Regions from separate parts of the Sus scrofa genome. Here all the other regions are linked to region 1. The links are chromatin contacts, called in public Hi-C and HiChIP or PLAC-seq maps. All regions are on one chromosome and are shown on one strand. The core of a region is the stretch at or near the end of the contact, and the rest is flanking DNA. Distances in the headings are between cores, read along the strand shown. Region 1 overlaps PHACTR1 (phosphatase and actin regulator 1). Region 2 holds the start of TBC1D7 (TBC1 domain family member 7). Region 3 overlaps PHACTR1 (phosphatase and actin regulator 1). Region 4 overlaps PHACTR1 (phosphatase and actin regulator 1).

What was found. A called contact is a pair of places that touch in the nucleus more often than the background predicts. HiChIP or PLAC-seq counts read pairs in DNA pulled down with a chosen protein or histone mark.
Region 2: a contact with region 1 is called in a Hi-C map of subcutaneous adipose tissue, with 1.6 times the contacts expected there. The contact joins the promoter of TBC1D7 here to the enhancer-like site in region 1. A contact is called at or near these places in 5 of 47 Hi-C or Micro-C datasets (embryonic fibroblasts, epiblast stem cells, heart right ventricle and 2 more).
Region 3: a Hi-C map of heart right ventricle shows a contact between it and region 1, with 2.2 times the contacts expected there. The contact joins two enhancer-like sites. A contact is called at or near these places in 1 of 47 Hi-C or Micro-C datasets (heart right ventricle) and 1 of 2 datasets of contacts at active chromatin or transcription factors (skeletal muscle).
Region 4: an H3K27ac HiChIP or PLAC-seq map of skeletal muscle shows a contact between it and region 1, with 5 times the contacts expected there. The contact joins two enhancer-like sites. A contact is called at or near these places in 1 of 47 Hi-C or Micro-C datasets (heart right ventricle) and 1 of 2 datasets of contacts at active chromatin or transcription factors (skeletal muscle).

The regions. Positions count from the first base shown.
Region 1 is chr7:9,462,339-9,465,615 of Sscrofa11.1, reverse strand. All of the region lies in intron 5 of PHACTR1 (phosphatase and actin regulator 1), which reads right to left. Among named protein-coding and RNA genes, the nearest start is that of TBC1D7, 240 kb to the left of the region's middle. Within about 2 kb of position 1,790, at least 14 of the 83 cell types and tissues checked have an H3K27ac peak or open chromatin away from gene starts, as enhancers often do. A contact at or near this core is called in retroperitoneal adipose tissue and subcutaneous adipose tissue, where this site is marked.
Region 2 is chr7:9,706,994-9,710,270 of Sscrofa11.1, reverse strand. TBC1D7 (TBC1 domain family member 7) reads left to right here and starts at 1,490. Exons shown (of 9, transcript XM_021099767.1): 1 at 1,490-1,698; 2 at 2,118-2,608.
Region 3 is chr7:9,332,980-9,336,256 of Sscrofa11.1, reverse strand. All of the region lies in intron 4 of PHACTR1 (phosphatase and actin regulator 1), which reads right to left. Among named protein-coding and RNA genes, the nearest start is that of PHACTR1, 230 kb to the right of the region's middle. Within about 2 kb of position 1,631, at least 9 of the 83 cell types and tissues checked have an H3K27ac peak or open chromatin away from gene starts, as enhancers often do.
Region 4 is chr7:9,591,811-9,595,087 of Sscrofa11.1, reverse strand. PHACTR1 (phosphatase and actin regulator 1) reads right to left here. Exons shown (of 16, transcript XM_021099752.1): 9 at 3,040-3,277. Among named protein-coding and RNA genes, the nearest start is that of TBC1D7, 120 kb to the left of the region's middle. Within about 2 kb of position 1,502, at least 8 of the 83 cell types and tissues checked have an H3K27ac peak or open chromatin away from gene starts, as enhancers often do.

The DNA of each region.
Region 1 (3,277 bases), core at 541-3,040:
AGAGACACTGTGGGTTTTGTTCCAGACCACCGTAATCAAGCAAACAAAACCATAAAGCAAGTCACAGGAATTTTTTGGTTTCCTGGTGTATATAAAAGTGGGAGTTCCCGTCGTAGCTCAGTGGTTAACGAATCCGACTAGGATCCATGAGGTTGAGGGTTCGATCCCTGACCTCGCTCAGTGGGTTAAGTATCTATCTGATGTTGCTGTAAGCTGTGGTGTAGGTCGCAGATGTGGCTCGGATCCTGCATTGCTGTGGCTCTGGCGTAGGCCAGTGGCTACAGCTGCGATTCGACCCCTAGCCTGGGAACCTCTATATGCCATGGATGCGGATCTAGAAAAGACAAAAAGACAAAATAAATAAAACACAGTGATGTTTACAATATACTGTAGTCTATTAAGTATGCAATAGCATTATGTCTAGGAAAAGGTAAATATCTCATTATGAAAACACTTTATTGCTAAAAAATGCTGTCATCTGAGCTTTCAGTGAGTTGCAGTAGTAACTCCAAAGTTCACTGATCACTGCCACAAATAATAATGACAAAGTCTGAAATAATGCACGAAGGAGCAAAATGTGACATGAGACAGGCAGCGAGCAAATGCTGTTGCAAAAATGGTGACGACAGACTTGCTCGACACAGGGTTGCTACAAACCTTGAATGTGCAGAAAATGCATCATCTCCGACGCACCATCAAGTGAAGCCTCATGAAATGAGACAGTCATACATTCAAGTGGCCGTGGAAAGCGGAGCCTGCACATCTGTCACCTGTCACCGGGCTGGTTAAGGAACTACAATAGAGGCTTGATTCGAAGGTGTCCCCAAAGTGAATGACGCTTCACCTCAGAGTGTCAGGGTGCTTCTGGAGATCTGAGTCCACTGCTGCCACATGGGTGGAGCCAGCAAATGTCTGAGAGTGTAATGAATTCAGGAGACATTGGAGCTTCCAATGGGACAAATGAGCACTCCCAGGAGGAAAGAGGGAGGAAGAATGAGGCGGGGGGGAGCCGAGGGACAGGAATAAAGGGAGAAGACTGTGTTGGGGGCAGAGAGGAAGTGCTCAGGGCAAGCGGAGCCGGCTCTCAGGCCTGGTCCAGGGAGCAGCAGCAGCAGAGGGTGAGGTCGGCTCCCAGACGGTCAGGAAGGCATCGTGCCTGCCGGTCCGGAGGCTGAGCGCAGGCGCAGTCGAGAACCGGGCACGGGTGGGGGCAGGGAGATATTGCAGGGAGAGGGAAAGCATTATTAATGGAAGAAACTGGCCCTGGGACAAAATTTCCAATCAAGACGTTCAGCAGAGGGGCAGGAGAGGAGAGCGAAACCATTTATTGTTAGGGCTGGAAACAAAGAAACGGAAGCCTGCAAAGATGCCAAGGGGCTCAACTGCCATTCATCAAGTGCACCAGAATGACGACAGTTGGGGGGCCACTCAAAAGCTCATGCGTCTCAGTCCCAGTTTCTCCTGCGGGTTAACTGGCACCTCTGTGCTCTTTGCACATCTGAACTGGCCTCGGGGTCTGCCACTGATGTCCACGTGGTTTTGCAGAGAGGGTCCATGCTGCCCGCCTTGCCTGGCCCAGGCCTGTTTCAGCTCACTGTCCTGGCTGAAGCTGTAGCGGCCTCTCATTTTACTGTCCAAGTTGTCCAGATTTGGAAAATAAAGTACAGGGCACGCCGCCTACATCTTCCTCTGTTTGGGGACATGCTGACTTGCCACAGAGATCTGATGCTCAGAAGAAGACCACACCTTCGCTGTTTTTTCCCCCAGCAACACCCTTTCATAACATCATCACGAGCGCTTTGGCCTATGACCACAGCAAAGGGGAAACCGGATGAAGCACTTCCTCAGGGGCCTTTGTGTTTGTTCACTTAATTGTAAATCCATAAAAGCGGAAAGACTCTAACAGACTAACTTGATGGTCCCTAGGAAAACACGGGGTAAACTCCGGCTTCGTGGAATTGGACCACGCGCCTGAAAGCGAAGCCTGACATCCGGTACCTAAATCAACCCTACCCGCATCTCAGAGGAGCACACCACAACTGTCAGCTGAGAGATACACCATCCAGACACTGACACTTTCAGAGGTCTGTCCTCACGCTTGGATGTTGGTTCGCTTTGCAACGCATCTCCAGAAAAAAGAAATCACGACAGAGAAAACTTGCAAAAAACTTCCTTTGTGCCAGCTATTATTCTAAGAGCCACCGCAACTAACTTCTTTTTCAAAGCTTTATAAAGTGCCAGTCTTAGTGCTATTTTAGCTGAGGCAATCAGAGTACGAATAACTTGCCTGAGATAACTAGGCAGTCAAGCACCAGGGCCTGTTTCTTAATCCCTGATCTTCTGCACCTCATTGCCTGCACTCCCGAGTTAATCTTGGAAATCAGTGGCCAAGCAGACACCTGACAAATGCTGTAAGGTTTGTGTCCTTTCAGAATCCGTTCTGCCAAATGTCTATCCCTAACGTGAGCACCTGCTCCAGAGGCCTGTGTGAGCCTATTTTGTTTTATTTACCTAATTGATTTTATGTACCTAATTGAGTTTGCCAATTTTGTTTCTATGGGCCAAAGAGCCGAAAGACACTCTGTGCCAATGCAAACATAAATGCAATGGTTTGGAATGGTATTTGTTTGCAGCCAGGGCCAATTTATTCTTTCTTAGCCAGTCCAAACAGTGTCTGTCACGTACATGGCATTGAACTAGACACTGTGTGATCCAGAGATGGGTGAGACGTCAACCCCTGCCTCTAAGGACATTCAAGAAAGACATTAGGGCCTCCAGGGTCGCATTTTATTGATGAGCTTCTCTTCCTTCACTTTTCCGCTTCCTGGAGATATGTTAGAACAGGTAAGTATCCTGTAACATCACTGGGAAGTGCAGATCAATGACTGGCTGTAAAGCACCTGAATTACGAGTTCCCAGCCTTGTGGATCCGAAATACGCTATAGGTGATAAGACTCCAGACTAAGCTCAAATTCCAGCTTTGCCATTTCTTTCTTTTCTTTTTTCTTTCTTTCTTTCTTTTTTTTTGTCTTTTTGCCATTTCTTGGGCTGCTCTGGCAGCACATGGAGGTACCCAGGCTAGGGGTCCAATGGGAGCTGTGGCTGCCAGCCTACGCCAGAGCCACAGCAGTGCGGGATCCGAGCCGGGTCTGCAACCCATACCACAGCTCCCAGCAACACCGGATCCCTAACCCACTGAGCAAGGCCAGGGATTGAACCCGCAACCTCATGGTTTCTAGTTGGATTCGCTAACCACTGTGCCACGATGGGAACTCCC
Region 2 (3,277 bases), core at 241-2,740, 240 kb before region 1:
CAAAATAGTGTGGTTTGTAGCAACATGGATGGAATGAGAGATTATCATACTGTGTCATTAGGTCAGAAAGAGATGGACAAAAAACCATATGATGTCACTTACACATGGAATCTAAAATATGACACAAATGAACCAACCTACAAAACAGAGATGGACTCCCAGACATAGAGGACAGACTTCTGGTTACTAAGCGGGAGGAGAGAGGGAGTGGGATAGACTGGGGGCTTAGAGTTAGGAGTCGCAAACTATTACATTTAGAATGGATAAACAGTAAGATCCTACTGTATAGCACAGGGAACTGTATCCATTCTCCTGGGACAGACCATGATGGAAAAGAATATTGAAAAAGAAGGTATATATATGTGTATATATATATATATATGTATGTGTGTGTGTATATATACATACAAATGTAAAACAGAGTCACTTTGCCGCACTGTAGAAATTGGTGCAGGATTGTAAATCAATTATATTTAAATAAAAATAAATACATTTTAAAAAGAATAGTCTCCAAGAGGCTTAGTTCCCATAGAAGCCTCCAAATATTCTGTTTACCAGCTCATCAAAAAAAACACAGTAAATGACAGTTAGAGGCAACCATGTCACCATTTAGCTCATGGCCCATTCACATACATCCTCTGTCATGTGCCAGGCACTCTGCCAAGCACTTTACACACGTTCTCATTTAATCCTTCCCATGCCTCTATGAGACCACAGCCACTATTAGCTCTATTTTAAGGGTAAGAAAAAGAAGATTGTAAATGTTAGTGATTGGCCAAGGTTTAGAGGAAGTAAATGAAATTCTTGAAAGCAAAAACTTGAAGAACTTTACTTGCTAATGTGAAGAAACACTGCCTAAGCCAGGCTTAGTACCCCGGTCCTGGAGAACTAAAGATGGTGGGGCGGGGAGGTGCATAACCGTTTGGGTTCAACCATCATACACGTCTTTAAAGTTCTGTGTAACCTTAACACCACAAACTTACTGACACTGTAACTGGACTGCCTTTTGTATTGTTGATTTCCAAGATTCCCTCTACAGCTCAGCCCCTGTGTACTCTGTTCTCTACAGATTTGGACTCTCAAGGAAGCAGCTCCCATCACCCAATGGGCGTTTCTCTTTGGGTGGTACTGAAACCATGGGTCCCATCCATTTCACATGCCTTCACTAGCCAAGGTTTTTTTAAGGCTTGCAGGTCCTCCCAGGGGCATGTAGCCCAAACAGTGAGATGTTTGCCCAGGTGTTTTGCAGGACTTGGGAGTCAGCTGTGTCTAATTAGAGCTGAGCTGGGTAAGCCTGGATGGGATCGCCAATCACCCAACTGGGCATGTGTGAGCAGCTTGTGGGTGATCTTCTGAAGGTGCAGAGGCCTGTAGCTTAGTTACACCTGCGCAGAATGACCATTAACCAATCACCTTTTCCCAGGATGGCCACGCCTCTGAGCACCCAGTTTCTTTATCCTATAAATACCTCAGGCTTTTTGCCTTCTGGGAAGTAGGTTTGAACTTTGTTCCTTCTCTGTGTGACTGGCTCTCGGATAAGTTCTCGTGCAAACCTTGGTGTCTCTGTGTTTGGCTTGCAATGCCTTGGGCAAGACCTGGTTCAGGAACAGCTCCTCTCAAATGGATGGGGTTTAAAAACCCCCTCAGGCTGTGCTGCTAAGAGAGGTGTCCCTGAGACCAGTGCGGGTGTGTAATAAGGTAAGTGGAGAAAATGACAGTGTTTATAAACTTTAATAGCCTTTTTAAAGAGTCGTTTTGTCTGAATCTAATAAGTCGGAGCTTATATTTAGTATATTTTGTTTTTAAACTTTATTTTCATGTAATTTATTTTTATACTGTTTCATCTGAAAGGCTGAATATACAGACAGTGGTCGGACTATATTATAAAAACAGAACTGACCCCAACCTGCAAGCAACCTGCCTAGAAAACCAGCCCCTTGTCTACAATAACCAGCCTGCTGAGTCAAACTTGCAGGAAGCCTGACCGCTAGCTTTAGTAACCACCCAGGGAGCTAAACAATAACTACTGTAACAAAGTGGCCTGGATTTGATTAATGGACACGATTTGATTAATAACTGTCAGCTTCCCCTAATTTTTATCCTTGCTTCCAATTTAGGACCAAACAGGGAAAGCCAGGCATGGCTAATGGATCACATGAGACCCCGGCTTCTCCTCTACCTCGGCTTCCCGGTGTCAACAGCCTCCAAAGAGGACACACCTGAAGTCTTCCCTTTTTTTTTTCCATTCTCAGCCTTTCCTCTCCTCTGCCTGTCTTGGAGTTCTGCCAAAATATTAAGTGATCGTGGGGCTGACTCTTGTACAGCAAATGTTCAGTAAGATGCCTTTACACTTCTCATTTGGCTAATCATTTAATTCCACGTACCAAGAAAAAGGAAATGAAACACAAAAAGAATTGAGCAAAACAGGAGTATGCCAACGCAGACAGACTGAACAGCACCTTTCCTGGGGCTCTGAGATCACACAGGGTTAAAGAGCGCATCTGGGGCACACACCGCCCGGGACAGCGGGCGTAAGGGAGCTGCGAGGTCCCCGGAACAGGAGTGAAGAAAGGGAACAGGGGGACGGGCGCCGGGAACCGTGTAGCAGGTGGGGAACTTGAGCGCCAGGCGAAGCGCGTTCCATCCCGCATCTGAGTAGCGGAGTCGGCCCCAAACGCTTGGGTGGGGCGTCTGCGCATGCTCTCCGCGCACGCGCACTAGCACGGCGCACGCGCACTAGGCACCCCCTGCGCGGAGTGAGGCTGACGTCACGTCCGGCGACGGCGGCGGCGGCGGCGGGTGCTCCCTCTCCCGCGCGGGTGTCCCGCCGTCTTCCTCCATCCGGCGGCCCCTGGGCGGCCCCCACGTCGTCTGCCCGCTGTCGGGTCAGCGCACCGGGCCTGGTTCCGCTGCTTCCCCGGACCCATTAGTCTGAATCCGGGTGTGGTTTCCACTACTAGAGGTGAAGCATAATAGGGAGAATGGGACCTGGGGTCTTGGACCAGGGTGTGTGTACTTTTCCCATCAGGTGGGCGCTCTTGGGCAGGAATTGGAACCTTACCTCTATTTTCTCCCAAAGGACGCATTTGCTTTTGCAGTGCAAATTGGAGGAGGGTGTCTTTAGACGGCAGCCACCGAATCGCGATGCAGCTTTTAAATTAATCCCGACCTCATATAGTGTTTACATGCTTTGGAACTGTGTTTTTAAAAAGCAATTGGTGCTAACAACTCAGAACCCTTTAGAATTCCTCAATTGAAGCGAATCCTGTTTTTTCCG
Region 3 (3,277 bases), core at 382-2,881, 130 kb after region 1:
GAGCCAAAAGAGGAGAAAATGAAGGTTCAGAAGGATTGGAAATGGCATCACAGCTTCACGTCTTCATTTGTACATTCATTCAGTCATTCAACAAACAGCTATTTACAGTTTACTGTGTGCCAGCCTCTGGACAGACAAACACCAACAGTCTCACTACTTTTTTTTAAAGGCCACACCCACGCATATGGAAGTTCCCAGGCCAAGGACAGAATCCGAGCCACAGCTGCAGCAATGCCGATCCTTCTGCCTACTCCACCAAGCCAGGGATTGAAGCCTTACCTCCGAGTCTACTCAAGCCGCTGCAGTCAGATTCTTAACTCACTTCGCCACAATAGGAACTTCTCAGTATTTTTTTTTTTTTTCGGTCTTTTTAGGGCTGTACCCATGGCACATGGAGGTTCCCAGGCTAGGGGGTCGAATTGGAGCTACAGCTACCAGCCTGCACCACAGCCATGCCAGATCGTCTGCAACCTATACCACAGCTCATGATGACACCGGATCCTTAACCCACTGAGCGAGGCCAGGGATTGAACCCGCAACCTCATGGTTCCTAGTCGGATTCGTTCCCGCTGCTCCACGGCGGGAACTCCAGGTCTCACTGTTTTTGATTTATTTTCCCCCAAGTCATTAATTCAAGTCATCACTCATTCAAAACTAAACATTTGTTTCTCCATGTGTTTTTTCCCCTGTAGTCTCTTCTGTTATGAAGCTTATAGTTTTGCCTGAAGGGCAGATAACGAAACATGCAGTGATGACAAAGCGCGCTAAGAGCCATCAGACAGGAAAGAGGGAGTTGTGGCAACGCTGATAATAGGGATTAATCAGTCTGGGAGGGATAGTTAGGGAGGGCTTCCTGGAGGAAGTGGCTTTATACGGAGTCCTGATGGAGAAGTGGGAGTTAGCCAGATGGGAGTTGGGGGCAGAAAGGGAAAGACTGAAGTAGGCGAGGTCAGTGGGTTGTGCGAAGGTTCTGAAACCAGAGAGAGGGTGGAAATGACAGGGATTAGAAGAAATCTGAACCCAAAGGTCACCAGGAAGCCTTCAATTTCCTTTTCTACTCCCAGAAGTCTCCTCTGTCCTCCTACGCTCTCTGCCTTACAAAGCGCACGTTTCATAAATGCGTATTGGATTGCTATTTCTTTTATAATAATCCGATCGCACTATCATTTTAGGGAAACAGATATGCTCTGTTGAAGCACACCCATCACTACAGACAGACACACACACACAGGCACACACACACCTCCAACAGTTTTAGTAAATCTAAAACAAGGGAGTTATTTGCAGTTCATGTTTTTTTTGAAAAGTTTATAGAGGTTTTATTAATTTTATTTCCAATTTATTTTTTAATTAAAAAATTAACTACCGATATGTCATTGTGAATGGTGAGGTGATTTTCTTAATTAACTCCATTGCCGTTTAATCCTCTTTAATATGTTTTCCGTTCTCAGGCAGCTGGCTTTTGTCAACGAGCAAATAGAGAGGTACAGCTGTAATTGGGCAGATTGAACTTGACGCTTGGAATGGAAATGTACCTAGGAGCCCAGAAGTTGGAACCAGCTTCACTCCCTGTTGCCACTGTACTGAGATTTCTGCTCTCTGTTGCTACCTTAATTCACCAACACACTGTCATTTCTGCCTTCCTTTCTGTGGCTGCTGTCAGGTTTCAAAGGAAGAGCTGTCCCTTTTGTCATCTGCAGAACAGAGGGCAATGGCTCTTAATTAACAAAAGGAAGTGGTGCAATGTAGTGAGAACATTGCAATTGTTTCCAATGAATCCCATATGCGTTTTGGCAAAGCTAACAATCCATGAAATGACCTAGGATCTAAATATGGAGAACAAGCATTTTGTCATTTTTCTATTTTTCCAGCAAAAGTAAGAAAATTCCAAGGTCAGATGCACAAAGGGTCCACAGATTTACAGTATTGGAAGTTCCTGAATATAATCCCCAATAGAAAAGAAAAGCACATCTGCCATTCAGATCTGAAGAACTCCCACATGTTTTTTACAACCTCTGTTAATCATCACACATTGACAGCTCTCAGTTCAACCGCCAGTGGAGCAATCATTGTCAAATGATTTACGTCATTTGTCACCAAAGCCAGGATACTATCATGGTCATGAAAGAGCAGCAGGAAAGGCCTTTCCATTGCATCAGACACGGCCTTTCTAAATGCTTCAGATAGAGAATGAATGTGTCTTGCACATCCGTGAGCCCCTAAAAATATGTCTCCGAGAACCTCTTACCCCAGATCCATAACACCTTTTTAAACAAATTGGGGTAAAATACACATAACATAAAAAAAATTGGGGTAAAATACACATAACATAAGAGTCACTCCCTTAACCATTTTAAGGGGTAGAATTCAGTGGCATTAATACATTCGCAATGCTGGGCATCCATCACCACTGTCTAGTTCGGTAACATTTTAATCAACCAAGAAGGAAAGCCTGTACCCAGTAAGAACTTCCTCCCATTCCCCCCACCCCCCGCCCCCCGCGTCCCTGACAACAACTACGCTGCTTTCTGTCTCTGTGGATTTCGATCTTCTGGACATTTCATGTGAATAGAACTATACATCATGTGGCCTTTTGTTTTTCACTTAGCATAAGGCTTTCAAGGTTCATCCATGTCTTACCATGGATTGGTATTTCATTCCTTCTTATGAGTGAATAATAGTCCATTGTATGGCTACACTATGTTTTGTTTATTCATTCATCAGTGGATGGACATCTGCAGTGTTTGCCACTGTTTGGCTATTATGAACAATGCTGCCATGGACCTTCCTGACAAATTTTTGTTGGAACACTGTTTTTGTTTTTTGTTTTTGTTTTTTTTGGTCTTTTTGTCATTTCTTGGACTGCTCCCATGGCATATGGAGGTTCCCAGGCTAGGGGTCCAATCGGAGCTATAGCCGCTGGCCTATGCCACAGCCACAGCAACTCAGGATCCGAGTCGCGTCTGCAACCTACACCACAGCTCATGGCAACACCAGATCCTTAACCCACTGAGCAAGGCCAGGGATTGAACCCACAACTTCCTGGTTCCTAGCCGGATTCATTAACCACTGAGCCATGAAGGGAACTCCTATTGGAACACTTTTAAAAAAATTATTATTTAAAATATCTTCAATTATTTTTTTGATTGAAGTAGAGTTGATTTATAATGTTGTATTCATTTCTAGTGTACAGCCAAGTGATTCAGGTACATATACAGTTTATATATATATATATATATATATATTCTTTTCCATCATGGTTTATTACAAGATACTG
Region 4 (3,277 bases), core at 253-2,752, 130 kb before region 1:
ATTTCAATTATTCTTTCCACGTGGACCTGCTTGGTTTACTATCTAATACACTCCTTCCTCTGATCTGCCTCGGACATCCTCCGCAGTCCCGTAATTCTTACATAGCGTGGGTCTTGTGAGACCTCAAAGCTCAACAGTGAAAAAGAAGACTACAAATGCTGCAAGTAACCTAACTATCCAGCGGTAGGGACAGGGTTAAGCATCAAGGAGCCGCCTCAGCAACTCCCGGGGGCATCACCTTCATGCATCATGCAAACAGTCCATCACTCATTCAAAGCCCTTCTCCCACCTCGTATGTTCGATTAGTTGAGAAGAGCGGTAAGAAAAGTAAAAGGCAAATGCGGAGCATCCGGTGGCAAAAAATGCCATGAAACGCTGCCAAAGAACCATGCGGGGCTGGGGCCTACTCTGTGTTGGGAGGAGGGTTGTGATTTTAAATAGAGAGATCAGGGAGGGCTTCACTGAGGAGGTGGCTAGAGCCCCAAAGCCGGTCGCTCTGACCTGACCTTTGATGGGGGCGGGGGGAGACTGGCGGATACCTGGAGGGAACAGCAGTCTCAGCTGAGGGAACAGGTAGTGCAAAGGCCCTTTGTCAGGAGGCATCAAGCACGTCCAAGGCCACGTGGAAGGAGAGAGAAAGCAACGAGGGAAGAGGAGATGAAGACAGGGAGACAACAGGACCCCAGGCCACCACGGCAAGGACTTTGCTCCTTTGCTCTTTGGGAGCTGGAAGACCCCGGAGCATTTGGTACACGCTGCATGTTCCCTGCTGGCCTGAGGAAAGCAGCTGTGCTGTAGCGGAAAGAGTGATGCGTCTGCAGGAGGAAGACCCAGCCTTGACGGTTCAGGCCCTGGACTTACTCCCCAGCGCAAAATGTCTACGGCAAAGGACCAGTATGGTTGGGTGGCTGGTTGACTTAGCGTATTTGAATTTTCAATGCATCACCAACTGAAGCTTTCAAAAAATACAAGGAAAATACACAATGAATAAAATCGCTTGTTATTTTAAGATGTAAAATTATTCTCTCAAGTTGCTAGGAAGGTATCAAAAAGCGGGCTCTCTGTTTCTCAACAACTTCTGCAGATGAGAACCAAGATTCGGGCCCCCTCTTGGAGGGGCTGGCGTTGGGCCCTCGGCCTCTCTTAGTGACTCAGTCTCCCTTAGTGACTCGGCCTCCCTTAGCTGACTCAGTCTCCGTAGGTGGCGTGAGGGTTAAGGTGCTAAAAGTGTGTGATCGGCTAAAAAGTGCCATCTAAATTTTCAATTATATTGTCCTCATTAGCCACAGCAGTAGGTGAAAATCATGGCAGCAGGCCAAATACATTATTTTTTTCCAGTGAGGACAGATATTAACATGAACCTATCAAGTCCGAATTTTAGACGTAACAACTTCCCTTGGAGTCGTTAATTTCCCAAACATGGAGACCTTGGCTGACACGGAGGAAGCGAGAAAGCCACCGAGAGTCAGGAAATTACAGCAGCGACATCCCAACTGTGTCCATCTCGCCCCTGGCTCTCTGCCTGGTGACTGGCTGGGCTCCAGGCTGCGGTTTGCCTGCCTGCAGGACCCAGCGAACTGACGTGGGATAGGCGTTCAAGACCCCAGCGCAGACACACCCTCGTGCCAGATCCCAGCACTTCCTTTTTGTCACGCCAGGGAACGAGGTCAGGCTACATGCCCTGGAACTGGACTGGGAAACCTGAGCCCCCTCTTGGGCACAAGGGGGTGATATGTGCACACACACACATGCATGCACACATGTGCACGCACGACTCAGAATCAGCACGAGGATGCCCTGGGTGGTGGGGAGTCACGGTCCCCACTGCAGGGCTGACCCTGGACCCTCTTGGCCGACCTCCCGGAAATGCTGTTGAGAGGCAGATTCTGGTGAAAGAGGGGCCTGGCTCAGCTGTTGGTAAATATTAGAGGCTTGAAGGCACCTAAGCCAACAGCAGTATTGCTCTTCCTCCATCAGCAGGAACAAGGGTGGACCTCTCCACTTCCCAGCCCTCTGGTTTCCACCACGGCCCTGCCAGCTCGCCTCTCTTCTTACTCTATATTTGCATTGTTTTCAACATCATGGAAGTTATGGACACAAAATAAAAAATTAGGCAGTACAGAAAGACAGGAAGTAGAAAAATAAGATTTTCTCTCCATCTCCCTGCCATGGGGCTACCACATTACTGATTATGTGTATCTGCTTCCTAAAAATGTCAAGGCCTATGGATTCATAATAGAAGCTTGTTAAATATCTATCTGGCTATATATATATATACACACACATATATATATATGTGCATATGTTGTATATATATATATATATATATATATATATACATTTCTCCCTCCCTCCTTCTTTCTTTCTTTCTAGGGCCAAACATGCAGCATATGGAGGGTCTCAGGCTAGGGTGTCAGATCGGAGCTGCAGCTGCCAGCCTGCTCCACAGCCACAGCAACACAGGATCCTTAACCCACGGAGTAAGGCCAGGGATCGAACCTGGATTTTTTACCGCTGAGCCGCAAGAGCTCCGCCATTTTCTTTTTCTTTTTCTTTTGCCTTTTCTAGGGCAGCACCCATGGCACATGGAGAGTCCCAGGCTAGGGGTCTAATTGGAGCTGTAGCTGCTGGCCTACACCACAACCACAGCAATGCGGGATTTGAGCCACGTCTGCGACCTACGCCACAGCTCACGGCAATGCCAGATCCTTAACCCACTGAGCAAGGCCAGGGATCGAACCCGCAACCTCATGGTTCCTAGTCGGATTCGTTAACTGCTGAGCCACGACGGCAACTTCCAACATTTTCTTTTTGATAAATGTGATTGTTCCATAGTTTGGCAACTGGCAACACTGTTTTTCTCTTCCATACATTCCTTGCCACTGAAATTTTGGTCTGATTTTACTTTCAAACTCCCAACCCCACAGCTGGGGTGAGCTTTGCAAGGGTCTTCTCCCTCCTTGGTCAAGGTCAGATCCCCATCCCCCACCCTACCAGCCCTCCCCTCCTGCCCCTCCCCACCCCCCAATCCCCTATTACCTTTCCAGCCTCTGCATGGTCATGGCCAGCGTTTTGTTCAGCTCATCTATCATCCTGCAGCCCGAGGGGTGCAGCGGGAGGGAGCCGGTGGTGGAGGGGTGGTGCTGGCCGAGGCTGCCATACTGCAGCTGGTGCTGGATCTGGGATGGCAGGACGGTGTGGTGGTGCTGGGCGCTGCCCTGCTGGCCACCCTTCTGGGCCGCGTAGGATGCCAGGGAGAGGTCTGGCCCCCCCACGG